Regions from separate parts of the Sus scrofa genome. Here region 1 is linked to region 2. A link is a contact called in public HiChIP or PLAC-seq data. All regions are on one chromosome and are shown on one strand. Each heading gives the region's core, a stretch centred on a gene start, on an enhancer-like site or on the middle of the called end of the contact. The rest is flanking DNA. Distances are from core to core; before and after follow the strand shown. Region 1 holds the start of BECN1 (beclin 1). Region 2 holds the start of RPL27 (ribosomal protein L27).

Evidence for each region. HiChIP or PLAC-seq counts read pairs in DNA pulled down with a chosen protein or histone mark.
Region 1: an H3K27ac HiChIP or PLAC-seq map of alveolar macrophages shows a contact between it and region 2. The contact joins the promoter of BECN1 here to the promoter of RPL27 in region 2. A contact is called at or near these places in 1 of 5 promoter capture datasets (liver) and 2 of 2 datasets of contacts at active chromatin or transcription factors (alveolar macrophages and skeletal muscle).

The regions. Positions count from the first base shown.
Region 1 is chr12:20,038,806-20,046,424 of Sscrofa11.1, forward strand. BECN1 (beclin 1) reads left to right here and starts at 3,165. Exons shown (of 12, transcript NM_001044530.1): 1 at 3,165-3,302; 2 at 3,574-3,702; 3 at 6,621-6,688. The coding sequence starts at 3,576.
Region 2 is chr12:19,890,826-19,897,338 of Sscrofa11.1, forward strand. RPL27 (ribosomal protein L27) reads right to left here and starts at 3,377. Exons shown (of 4, transcript NM_001097479.1): 1 at 3,295-3,377; 2 at 2,586-2,755; 3 at 1,590-1,700; 4 at 1,385-1,475. The coding sequence starts at 3,375. The coding sequence ends at 1,427.

The DNA of each region.
Region 1 (7,619 bases), core at 1,915-4,414, 150 kb after region 2:
ATTACCCTAACTTCCCGTTTGTTCAAATTTTTTTTTTTTTTTTTTTTTTGTCTTTTTGCTGTTGTTGTTGTTGCTATTTCTTGGGCCGCTCCCGCGGCATATGGAGGTTCCCAGGCTAGGGGTCCAGTCGGAGCTGTAGCCACCGGCCTACGCCAGAGCCACAGCAACGCGGGATCCGAGCCGCGTCTGCAACCTACACCACAGCTCACGGCAACGCCGGATCGTTAACCCACTGAGCAAGGGCAGGGACCGAACCCGCAACCTCATGGTTCCTAGTTGGATTCGTTAACCACTGCGCCACGACGGGAACTCCCGTATTGTTCAATTTTATTTCTGTGAAAGTTGAATATTGTTGCAAATGAATTATGGGCTTACTCTAAAAAAAAAGCCAACAGTACAAACTTGTATGAAGTAAAAGGAAAAGTCTCTGTCCAGGCGAAAAGACACTGCTTGCTGTATATCATTTCGTATAACATCTAACACGTTCATATATGTTGTTTTTTGTACAAAAGGAGTCGTATCATGTTTATTGTCTATAACTCTTCGTATTTCAATTGACAATCATCTCTTGCCTCAATTCATGCAAAACCCCCAATTGATCTCCCTGCTTCTACCCTTGTCCTTCATCAGATCACTGACATTGTCACTGCAGCGGCTTGGGTCACTGCTGTGGCTGGAAACTTCCACATGCTGAAAGCACAGTTAAAAAGAATACATAAGTAGGAGTTCCTGTTGTGGCTCAGTGGGTTAAGAACTTGACATTGTGTCCATGAGGATGCCAGTTTGATTCCTGACCTCACTCAGTGGGTTAAGGATCCAGCATTGTGGCAAGCTGCAGTACAGGTCACAGATGCAGCTCGTACCCAGTGTGGCTGTGGCTGTGGTGTAGGCCAGCAGCAGCAGCTCCTATTAGACCTCTAGCCTGGGGAACTTCCATATGCTTTGGTGCAGCCCTAAAAAGAAAAAAAAAAGTTTTAATTAAAAAATTAAATAAACAATCCCTATTAATGGAGGAAATTTATCAGAGAAGCAGAGAACTCTGTAGCTGTGGTATAAGATGGCAGCTATAGCTCCAGTTCAACCCCTAAGCTGGGAACCTCCATATGGCTCGGGTACGGTCCTAAAAAGACATTAAAATAAAATAAATGTAAAATAAAATAAATTGGAATTCCCGTCATGGTGCATCGGAAATGAATCCAACTAGGAACCATGAGGCTGCCGGTTTAATCCCTGGCCTTGCTCAGTGGGTTAAGGATCTGGCATTGCCATGAGCTGTGGTGTAGTTTGCAGTCCCGGCTCGGATCCTGTGTTGCTGTGTCTGTGATGTAGGCCGGCAGCTGTAGCTCCGATTGGACCCCTAGCCTGGGAACTCCATATGCTGAGGGTGCAGCCCTAGAAAAGACAAAAAATAAAAAATTAAAATTAAAATAAAATAAATAAAATACCAGCTTTATCACATACCAAACCCCCTAGTATACTTGGCTTTTTTTTTTTTTTTTTTTTTTTGCTTTTTTTAGGGCCACATATGGAAGTTCCCAGGATAGGGGTGGAATCGGAGCTGCAGCTGCTGGCCTACGCCACAGCCACAACAAGCAGGATCCAAGCTGTGTCTGCGACCTACAACACAGATCATGGCAACTCAGGATCCTTCACCCACTGAGTGAGGCCAGGGATGGAACCTGCATCCTCATGGATGCTAGTCAGAATCGTTTCCGCTGCTCCACAAAGGGAACTCCTACTTGGCTTTTTTTTTTTTTTTTTTTGTCTTCTTGCCATTTTTCTTGGGCCAATCCCACGGCATATGGAGGTTCCCAGGCTAGGGGTCCAATCAGAGCTGTAGCCGCCGGCCTATGCCAGAGCCACAGCAACACGGGATCCGAGCCATGTCTTCGACCTACACCACAGCTCACGGCAACGCCGGATCCTTAACCCACTTAGCAAGGCCAGGGATCGAACCCTCAACCTCATGGTTCCTAGTCGGATTCGTTAACCACTGAGCCATGACGGGAACGCCTTGGCTTATTTTTTAACTACATTCTGTTCCATTGATTTTCCTGCACTAAGAAAAAAAAAAGTTTTAGTTTTAAAATTTTATAATTCATTTCAACCTGAAGTGTTCCACTTTCCCTAATTATAATTGAAACTTATATAGAAATAGAAAATGGGGAGTTCCCGTCGTGGCGCAGTGGTTAACGAATCCAACTAGGAACCATGAGGTTGCGGGTTCGGTCCCTGCCCTTGCTCAGTGGGTTAAGGATCCGGCGTTGCCGTGAGCTGTGGTGTAGGTTGCTAGACGCGGCTCGGATCCCGTGTTGCTGTGGCTCTGCGTAGGCTGGTGGCTACAGCTCCGATTCCACCCCTAGCTTGGGAACCTCCATATGCCGCGGGAGCGGCCCAAGATATAGCAAAAAGACAAAAAAAAAGAAAAAAAAAGAAATAGAAAATGAAGGAGTTCCCATTGTGGCTCAGAGGGTTAAGAGTCCGAATAGTAGATCCCTGGCCTCGCTCAATGGGTTAAGGATCTGGTGTTGCCACAAGCTGCAGAACAGGTTGCTGATGCCAAACGGATCTGGCGTTTGGGTGGCTGTGGCATCGGCCGACAGCTGCAGCTCAGATTGGACCCGTAGCCTGGGAACTTCCATATGTCCCACGTGTGGCCATAAAAAGGAAAAAAAAAAAAAAAGTATAACTTTGTATTTCCTGCCGTGGCTCAGCGGGTAGCGAACCGACCTACATCCAAGAGGAGGTGGCTGCGATCCCTGGCCTTGATCAGTGGGTTAAGGATGCGGCGTTGCAGTGAGCTGTGGTGTAGGCTGCAGACTCAGCTCGGAGACTGCGCAGCTGTGTCCTAGGCCGGCAGCTTCTTGGAGCCCTAGCCTGGGAACCTCCATATGCCGCGGGTGGGTCCCTAAAAAGACAAAAAAAGGGGGGGCATAACTTTATAGGTATTAAAAACTAAATTAGAGAAGGATGGATTGTCCTGACTCCCTCCCAATTCGGTCCTTCCACTTCCCCGCCCCCCAGCACCGGCCCTCCAGCCCATGCCTGCCGCGTTTCCTAGCTCAGCCCCTAGATGCCGCAGCCGGACAGGAGAGGGTGGACGGCGACTGAACTCCCCTACCCTCAGCTGCGGCAGCTGCTGTGACGTCACATCCGGTCCCGACGGAAGTCCTCCGCTGGCCGACCGGGAAGTAGGTGAAGGCTAGGCGATGGCAATTTTGGAGGCCCTGGTCCCGGGTAGACCCACGGCCACGATGCCCCCGCGGTAGACCGGACCAGGGTAGCGGGCTCCGGGTCCCGAGGTGAAGAGCATGCGTGGCTGAACCGCGTCCTTGGAAGGGAACCTGGAAACCTTGACAGTCCCTATTGCAAACCCTCCTTGTCTTTGGGTCGTAAACCGCTTTTGCTGGGGCTAACCCCGGAAGAGGTCCGCCTGGTACCCCACCGGTCCTTCAGGGAACGGCGCGGGCGGGGATTTTACCCCTGCACCACACCAGCAAGGCAGGTGGAGCCCCAGACCGAGGGTTCAGGGCGCCGGTTTTCCGTAACATCCTTTCCTTTCCACCGCCGCAGGGATGGAGGGGTCTAAGACATCCAGCAGCACCATGCAGGTGAGCTTCGTGTGTCAGCGCTGCAGCCAGCCCCTGAAACTGGACACGAGCTTCAAGATCCTGGATCGTGTTACCATTCAGGAGCTTACAGGTTAGCGAGGACCCTTGGAAAGAGGGTGGTCAGGATCGTTGAAAGTGGGCAGCTTTGGAAATGAAGATCTTAAGGACTATACATCTGCCATAGACATGCCTCCTGAGCCTAGAAAAGTCCCTTCATCTCTCTGGCTTTTTGTTTTCTCATAGGAAACATAGAGGAGTTCTGACACTGTGTACTCCTGAGAGCTTTCTATAGCAAGGAAAGGTCCTTAGTTTTCTGCTCTTGTTGCTTCATAGTAAAGGAATGTGTATATATAATATTAAACAGCATTTGTTGAGGGCTTGCCATATACCAAGTGCATTACATGCTTTACTTTTAGTTTAGTCCCTGCAGCAACCCCTATGGAGTAGTACAGTTTTACTCCCTTGTGGAGTAGTAGTAAAGTTATCTTTTACCCATGAAGGGTTAAGGCTAAGAAAGGTTAAATAACTTACCCAGCTGGTAAGTAGAGGAACAAGGTTCTCAAAGTCCTAGGAAGTGACATAAAGCTAGAAAAAAAAGACCGAATAGGTAGGTTTTTTTGTTTTGGCTTTGTTTTTTGGCTGCACCACTTGCAGAAGTTCCTGGGCCAGGGATCGAACCCACACCACAGCTCTGTAACCAGAGCTATAGCAGTGACAACACCAGGTTCTTAACCTTAAGCCAAGAGGGAACACCTGAATAGGCAGTGTAAATAAACTCACAAGTCTGGAGTTAGCCTGCTTGGATTTTTTTTTTTTTTTTTTTTTTTTTGGCTTTTTAGGGCTGCACCCGTGGCATATGGAGGTTCCCAGGCTAGGGTTCCAATCAGAGCTGTAGCTGCTGGTCTGCAACACAGCCACAGCAACGCCAGGTCCTTAACCCACTGAGCAAGGCCAGGGATCGAACCTGTGTCCTCATGAGTGCTAGTCAGATTTGTTTCCACTGAGCCACGATGGGAACGCCCCGCTTGGATTTAAATCCTGACAGTCATTTACTAACTGAATGACTTTTTGCAAGTTACTTCACCTCTCTAAGCCTTGATTTCTTGGTTTCTTTATCGGCAAAGTATCAGATAATCTCAAGGTATTTGGAAAATTTCAAACATACAGTCAAGAAAATAGCATAATGAACTCTCTTGTATCCATCATCTAGCTTTATTTTATTTTATTTATGTATTTTTTTTTGTCTTTTTGCTATTTCTTTTTTTTTTTTTTGTCTTTTTTTGTTGTTGTTGTTGCTATTTCTTGGGCCGCTCCTTCCCAGGCTAGGGGTTGAATCGGAACTGTAGCCACCGGCCTACGCCAGAGCCACAGCAACTCGGGATCCGAGCCGCGTCTGCAACCTACACCACAGCTCACGGCAACGCCAGATCGTTAACCCACTGAGCAAGGGCAGGGACCGAACCCGCAACCTCATGGTTCCTAGTCGGATTCGTTAACCACTGCGCCACGACGGGAACTCCCCTTTTTGCTATTTCTTTGGGCTGCTCCCTTGGCATATGGAGGTTCCCAGGCTAGGGGTTGAATTGGAACTGTAGCCACCAGCCTACGCCAGAGCCACAGCAACACGGGATCCGAGCCGCGTCTGCAACCTACACCACAGCTCACAGCAACGCCGGATCATTAACCCACTGACCAAAGGCAGGGACCGAACCCGCAACCTCACAGTTCCTAGTCAGGTTCGTTAACCACTGCGCCACGACGGGAACTCCCATCTAGATTTAACAATTAGCTACTTTTTGCCATTCTTGTTTTCTCTATACCTCCACTCATCTCCCATCCCCACTCAATTATTTTGCTTTTTACCCCCCCCACTTTTTTGAAGGTAAATTCTCATGCATTGAAATGTACAAATCTTAGCTGTACATTTCGGACAAATGGGTACACTCATGTAACTTAGATCTACATTGTGATGTAGAAAGGTTTCATCTTCTCAGAAAGTTCTCTCATGTTCCTTCCAAATTATTCTGGGGAAAGGGAGTGTTAACTTTTGTTAAGGGAAACTTCAAAGTTTAATGATGAATCCCTGTGTACTCATCACCCAGCTTCAACAATTATCAATACATAGCTAACCATGTTTCATCTACAGTCCCATCCATTCCCCTCCCCCCAAATTATTTTGAAACAAATCTAAACATATAAATGTTTCAGTATTTTCATTTATTTTTATTTAGAGCCACAGGGGCAGCATATGGAAGTTCCCAGGCTAGGGGTCAAATGGGAGCTGCGGCTGCCAGCCACAGCTTCAGGAACAGCAACTCAGGATCTGAGCTGCACCTGTGACCTACACCACAGCTCACAGCAACATCAGATCTTTAACCCACTGAGTAAGGCCAGGGATCAAACCCTCATCCTCATGGATACTAGAAGGGTTCGTTGCTCGAGCCACAACAGGAAGATCCAATATTTCAGTATTTTTAGTATTTTTGAACGATAAGTTGTCTCCTTAAAGACATACCATTATACCGAAAAAATTTAACAATTCTTGGAGTTCCTGTTGTGGCGCAGTGGTTAATGAATCCGACTAGGAACCATGAGGTTGTGGGTTTGATCCCTGGCCTTGCTCAGTGGGCGGAGGATCCAGCATTGCCGTGAGCTATGGTGTAGGTTGCAGACATGGCTCGGATCCTGTGTTGCTATGGCTGTGACCTAGGCCGGCAGCTACAGCTCCGATTCAACCCCTAGCCTGGGAACCTCTATATGCCGCGGGAGCAGCCCTAGAAATGGCAAAAAAGACAAACAAAACAAAACAAAAAACCAGAAAACTTTAATTTGACTTATTGGGGGTAAGGCGAAGACAACAACAGATTCTTCTTTGTGTAAATTGTACTTTAAGGAAAAGGGGGAGGTGAGGGTGCCAATGAGGATATTTCTGATTCTTTTTTCATACTTTTATACATGCTTCTGTTCTAAGACTCTTTCTGAAAGACTCAGTGTTTTCTTTGCTCTTAGCTCCATTACTTGCCACAGCCCAGGTGAAACCAGGAGAGACCCAGGAGGAAGAGGCTAATCCAGGAGAGGTATGAACACACTGGAATGCAAAGTGGGTTTCTGCATGGTACTTGGTGCTTCTAGAGCCCCCAGACGTTTGGGATCTCTGGTTAACAAAAGACAATTCTGGAGTTCCCGTTGTGGCTCAGTGGTTAACAAATCCAACTAGGAGCCATGAGGTTGTGGGTTCGATCCCTGGCCTTGCTCAGTGGGTTAAGGATCCGGCATTGCCGTGAGCTGTGGTGTAGGCTGGCAGCTACAGCTCCAATTAGACCCCTAGCCTGGGAACCTCCCTATGCCACAGAAGTGGCCCTAGAAATAGCAAAAAGACAAAGAAAAAACAAAAAAAAACAAAAGACAATTCTGCAGTCAGGCCACTGTGGATCATTGGAGATGCAGAAGTGCACCTGAGGTCACAGGGTTACTGAAGGAGGCATCCATTTGAACATGTGGAGCAAGGCGTTTGTTTATTAGAAGTAGAATTATAAACCATTATATGTAAGACGGAATGACCTGTGTATCCACCTTGTCCCAGGGCATTCCCGATTTACTTCTGTTGTCATTGCTGATGCTTAACATCCACTCCTCTGGAGTCTCTAAAGTATCTTGGTTCAGACGTCAAATTGTGTCCATGCATTAAATAGCTAGAAAGGGTTGTCAGTGTTAGAGAACATGTCATTTTTCTAAGCTGTGCTAACATGAGTGATCATTTTCTTGTCAAAGATAGATGTCATAAGATTTTGATTAAAAAAGATTCCAATCATATATAAATTGTCTCAAAGTATGAAAAAGATAAAATTATCTACTTTGTTCTATGCCATGGCAAACTTCATTGCAGTCTGCTCTGGCTTTTTCCATGTGACATGATATAGGGCATTCTCTTCCCTACCCCGACTGGTAAGTGCTGAGAAAATGCCAGCTTAACTATAACAGAGCCTGACATAGTTAGGAAATGCTGTT
Region 2 (6,513 bases), core at 2,127-4,626:
GAGCAAGGTCAGGGATCAAATCTGCTTCCTCATGGATGCTAGTCAGATTCCTTTCTGCTGAGCCCCAGGGGAACTCCTGTCTGCTTTTTTTTTTTTTTTTTTTCGGTCTTTTTGCCTTTTCTAGGGCCGCTCCCGCAGCATATGGAGGCTCCCAGGCTAGGGGTCTAATTGGAGCTGTAGCCACTGGCCACAGCCACAGCAACTGGGGATCAAAGCCGCATCTGCGACCTACACCACAGCTCATGACAACACCGGTTCCTTAACCCACTGAGCGAGGCCAGGGATTGAACTCGAAACCTCATAGTTCCTAATTGGATTCGTTTTCACTACACCACGACAGGAACTCCTGATCTTGGGCTTTTAGGTGGAGTGGAAAAGAATTTGAATTTTCAGTCCGAGGAGGGTTTTGTGACTCTGAGTAGGCAAGCTACCTAACAGGGACATCCTACACCTAATGGCTAATCAATTGACACATGATTTCTATTTATCTTCTAGCCCAGGATTTCCACAAAGTAATTTACTGAGCCCCTTTCTCAATCCACTTGCCCCCAACCTAGATGGAAGTGTGCCAAGTATGGAGTTTGGCAGATAGACCAGCTTTAATCCTGATTCCATTTAGTGATTTAAAACTGGCTCAGCTGGAGCCTATTTCAGCAGTAAAACCTGGCCAGTTAAATGGCCAATGAATAAAATGTTTCTGCAAGTGGTGACAACCCAGTGCCCAAGTCCCTTGAATTACACCATTTCTCGCCAATCACTGTCAGCCAGACCATTTAGGAGAGCTCCCCCCGGCCCCACCAGGGCTCAGGGCTTCATTGCTGGTGTCCATCCCTATTTAGATATCTCCAGGATGGTCCTCATCTAAGCAGCACCAGCACCATGTGACAAGTTGCTAGAAATTCTTTTTTGGTCACAACTGTAGCAATGCCACATCTTTAACCCATTGCCACACAGGAACTTCCAAGTTGCTGGAAATTCTGACTTATCAGACCTGGCACTCTGGTTTAAAAAAATCACTTCAAGTTAATAAGTCTCAATCCAAAGTAGATGAAGTACACTCAGAGGGGCTTTTGGTTGTCACCAAATGAGGGTGGGGGAAGAGGGAGGGGCTCAGAATGTCTTAGGTTCTCTAGGGCCCAAGTCAGGGATGCTTAAAACAATTCCACACGGAAAAATGTCAGGCAAAAGGTTCAGTATATTTTATCCACTTAGGGCAGTTGGACCATTAAAACATTATGAGGCTGATGAAAGTAGTAGTCTAGGTCTCAAATGCAGATTTAGCTTTGGTATTTTACCACATCCCTGGATCTACCACCCAAGGTCTCTCACTGTATGAATGTTTTTTTCCCAGTCTAGTAATACAAGAAGCAGGCAGACACAGGGATATTTTCTTTTTTTTAATTTTAATGACCGAAATAAGACAGACCTAAAACCGCAGCTTCTGGAAGAACCATTTGTTCTTGCCGGTCTTGTATCTAGAAGGGGGGAAAAAGGGACACCAGTGAGGTGAGGAATGACATTAAGACAAAATTATCTTCACGGAGAACAGTGAAACTATATCCCATCATTCACCACCAAAGCCGACTTACCTCTCCTCGAACTTGACCTTGGCCTCTCGTCGGGCCTTGCGTTTGAGTGCAGGGTCTCTGAAGACATCCTTATTGACAACAGTTTTGTCCAAGGGGATATCCACGGAGTACCTGGGGACAATGGCAGAGGTAGGAGCAGCCCATATGCTGCCAAAGCTCTCACTATCCCCACCATGGGACACTGGTTGACTCCACAGGAACTATTATCAAAAACTGCTGGAGTTCCCATAGTGGCTCGGTGGTTAACAAACCCGACTAGGAACCACGAGGTTGTGGTTCAATCCCTGGCCTCGTTCGGTGGGTTAAAGGTCCAGCATTGTTGTGGCTCTGGCTAGGTCCGCAGCTATAGCTCCGATTAGACCCTTAGCCTGGCAACTTCCACATGCCGTGGGTGTGGCCCTAAAAAGACAAAAAACACCCCACCCCCAACAAGTTTTCTTGTGGCTAAGTGGGTTAAGGATCTAGTGTTGTCACTGCAGCACTTGGGTCATTGCTGTGGTATGGGATTGATCCCTGGCCCAGAACTTAGGCATGCCTCACGTGCGGCCAAAAAGGGAAAAACAAAACAAAACAAAAAACTGCTAAAGTCCTGATGATGTTCTTTGGAAACACCCAATTTTAATAAATTCATTTACATCGAGTCAAGCCACTGAAAAACTTCATTCTTGATTTTTCACAAGTACCTACCCTCTAATAACTACTATCCTTGCGTGGAAGAGGGCAATTCAGATCCTATGTCTGAGTTTACTGTGGCTGGAAAGAAATGGAAGAATCTTTACTCAACACTTAGATCAAGACAGGAAGAGATTTTTCGATCCAGCTTGGCCAAGTCAGGCAAGTCTCTAGACAACTGGAAACCACAGCCAAGGGGACAAATTGAAGATGATGTCTCCTCCCTACACTGGAGTGGCTATAAGGGTGTCTCCTTACTCAGCCGGCCAGAGAAAGGGAAAAGGTAGAAAAAGTCACTTTCATTCCCATTCTTGAAATGCTCACCTTGTGGGCATGAGGTGATTATAATTATAAACTTTCACAAAAGACTTAATCTTTGATCTCTTGGCAATTTTCTTCTTGCCCATGGCAGCTGTCACTTTGCGGGGATAGCGATCAATTCCAGCCACCAGAGCATGGCTGTAGGGTCGGTCTGAGGTGCCATCATCAATGTTCTGATTGAGCAAGGAGTACATTTGTTATTTATAATTACTTAAAAAAAAAAAAAAAAAAGAATTACTTCGTCATTGCTATTTACACCCTGAGCTAGATGTAGGGCGTGGATAAAGAATAACCCCACCCCATAAGTCTCTAAGACCCACTATTATAAAAACCATACAAAGCTAACATTTAAGTGCTATAGTAGTATATACCCAAAGAGTAATAGCAATAAGGGTGGTATCAATCATTCCTACCAGGAAGATGCTAAGTGACTATTTTGACTATGAAACAATTCCTTGCCAGCTGCAGCACCTAACACGCTGGCCATTATTGCTACTTAAAACCTTTGGATACAAGATGCGTTGCTGCCCCATTCAACTCCTACTTTTTACTTTGCAACTTTCTCTCTCAAAAGCTCCCATGTATTCACCTCCATCCCTTAACTCGCAATGCTCAGTGGGTAAGGCTCCAAACTAAGCCTCAAATTCCAAGCTGCAGCCCCTCTACCCTCCCCTCACCGATCCCCGGGATAAGAGGGCGCACAGGCTAGTACCTTTACGATGACCGCTTTGCGTCCGGAGTAGCGACCAGCCAGGACCAGCACCACCTTCCCGGGTTTCATGAACTTGCCCATTTCTGCAGAGGAAGGAGAAGGAGTCGCTCAGGAATCCGCAAGTTCAAGCGGTGGGCCCGAACTTCAGGCTGCGCTCACTGTCGCCTCAGCTCAGGCCGCTTGCGGGTCGTGCTCGCAGGACAGGATCCGGAACGAAGCCGCCAGACCCCAAGGGACAGAAAGTGTCGACACCAACCCCCAAGTCGACCCCCAGGCCGCGGATGGCGGCGGATTGGGAAACCCTACCCAAACCTCTACTCACCAGCAGCGACCACTCGGGGATACAGCGGAAAGGAAGAAAGAGTACTTCCGCTAACCTTTCACCCCGCGGAGGGTGATCTCACTTCCTGTCCCGCCCCTCAGGCTTCGCTCCCGCCCCATGCGTAGCGCTCCGAATCCGTGTTGAGGGCGGAAGAAGCTCTTAAGGGAATAGGAAGGCTTGGCAGCCTATTTATTCAAAACAAACTTTATTAGCAGCTGCAGCAGTAGACAGGGCAAAGGAGCTGTGCCTCCCTCGGAAGGCTTTTACCGAAAGGCAGCTGTCCACCGTCCCCCTGCCAGTAGTTCCTTTGTGTGGCGCTAGGAGGTGGGGGAGGCGCAGTTTGAAATTTACCTTTTTGCCTTGGAAGAGTCGGGAACGAAATGGGACATTCATAGTGCCAACTGTGTGCCCTGTCAGGCTAAGGAGGGAGAGACGAAAATCAATCGAATCAGAGTACTTGCCTTCAACATTTAAAGTCTACTGATGTCAGAGACATAACGGACTAGAATAGGAGAGAGAGATGAAGGACTTTACGGTGATGCCAGCAGCTGTATACCTTGTGTCAGACCCAGCTTATTTACATATGTTATCTCTTTTGATCCTCATAACAACACTAGGAGATGAAGCACTGTTATCTCCATTCTCCTGTTGAAGATCCTTTGGCTTAGAGAGGTTAAGTAACTTGCCCCAAATGCACAGTTAGTAAGTGATCAAGCTGGGGACGCAGACTCAAGCAGTCTTCCCGAGCCCATGCTGTTTACCCCGTCCCCAAACTGAGCACCTACTCTGTGTCAAGCAAGATGCTAGGCACTTTAGGTAGGTCAACTGCCTTTTTAATTCTCACAACTCTGCATCTTAGGTATTCCCATCACTCATTGGAAGTGTTTATTTTTTAAAAACCTAATTTTATTTATTTTTTGGCCGCACCTGCTGGCATGTGAAAGTTCCCCGACCAGGGACTGAACCCACACCGCAGCAGGGACCCAAGCTGCTGCAGTGAGGACATAGGATCTTTTAACCAATTGCACCACAAGGGAACTCCTGGAAGAGTGTTCTTAGATGGTTCTTTTTTTTTTAATTAAAGTGTGGTTGATTTACAATGTTGTGCCAATTTCTGCTGTACAGCAAATTATATGTACATATACACATTCCTTTTTTTTTTTTTTGGCCATACCTGAGGCATGCATATGTTCCTAGGCCAGGGATCAAAACTGTATACATTTCTCTTATTTTTGCTTTTTAGGGGCCAAACCTATGGCACATAGAAGTTCCCAGACTAGAGGTTGAATCAGAGATGCAGCTGCTGGCCTGTGCCATAGCCATGCCAGATGTGAGCCATGTCTGAGACCTATACTGCAACTCTCAGCAACACGGGATCCTTAACCCACTGATCGAGGTCAGGGATCAAACCCACATCATCATGGATATTAGTAGGGTTCATTACCACTGAGCCACAGTGGAACTCCCTACATTCTTTTATATTCTTTTCCATTATGGTCTATCCCAGATTGGATGTAGTTCCCTGTTCTATACAGTAAGACTTTGCTGTTTATCAATTCTAAATGTAATGGTTTGCATCTACTAACTCCAAACTCCCAATCTATCCCACTCCCTCCCTCCTCCCACTTGGCAGCCATGGTCTGTGCTCTATTAGATGTTTTTTTTTTTTTTTTCAGATGTTATTATGAACTTTTTTTTTTTTGTCTTTTTGCCATTTCTTGGGCCGCTCCCACAGCATATGGAGGTTCCCAGGCTAGGGGTCTAATCGGAGCTGTAGCCACCAGCCTACGCCAGAGCCACAGCAACTCGGAATCCGAGCCGCGTCTGCAACCTACACCACAGCTCATGGCAACGCCGGATCCTTAACCCACCGAGCAAGGGCAGGGACCGAACCCGCAACCTCATGGTTCCTAGTCGATTCGTTAACCACTGCGCCACAACGGGAACTCCCTGAACTTATTTTCTTTAATGATTTCTATTTTTTTCCATTATAGCTGGTTTACTAGATGGTTTTTTAGGTGTCTTCCGAGTTAAAAAGAAAGAGAAACCATCTTACAGTTTATGCTCATCTGAACACTGACAAATCTATAGGATTGGTCTTGGGCAAGTTGTGGGAACAATCAAGGTTTCATCATTTCTCTTCTTGAGGCTCTCCAGGGACCAGTTACCCCTGCAGCTCTCAGGACCTTGTTTCAATGGTTTATCACCCTAACTATGTACTTAGAGTCCTATAGTCAGTGAAAATGGTTTCTGCTTTCATTTGGAAGATATTTCAGAGTTGGAAAGGACCTCAGAGATCAGCTTCTCTGTCCTCTCAAAGATGAGAGGACAGTTCTAGAGCAGCAAAGTCAGAGTTGGTGGCGCAGAGCAGGGTCCCCCCATTCCCAAGCTGGTGCTTTTCCCACCCCGCCACACGACCCTGGCCTCTTCCACCTCCATTGTCTTCTCTCAGCCTCCTGATCTGCTTCTGCCTCTTTTGGTTTCTCTCTTGGAAAATAGAAACCAAACCCTGAAATCTTATTGTCTTGAACTCTTCTCTCATACTAAAACTCTTCAAATCAAGCCAGCAACTAAATCCTATGAATTTTTTTTGGCTTTGCCCGCAGTGAACTGCCACAGCAGAGACAACACTGGAGCCTTAACCTGCTGAGACACTGGGGAAATCCCCTAAATCCTGAGTTTGCCATGTATTTTAAATCTTTTTTTCCTATCCTTTTTCACCTGCTCCCTAACTGATCCAGCCTCAGTCCTTTCTCTGGTCCCTCCTCAAAATTTTGTGTGGGTCACAATTGCTTGGGATGCTTATCAAAGATGCATCACCATGGAGTTCCTGTTGTAGCTCAGTGGGTTACTAACCTGACTAGTACCCATGAGGATGCCGGTTTGATTCCTGGCCT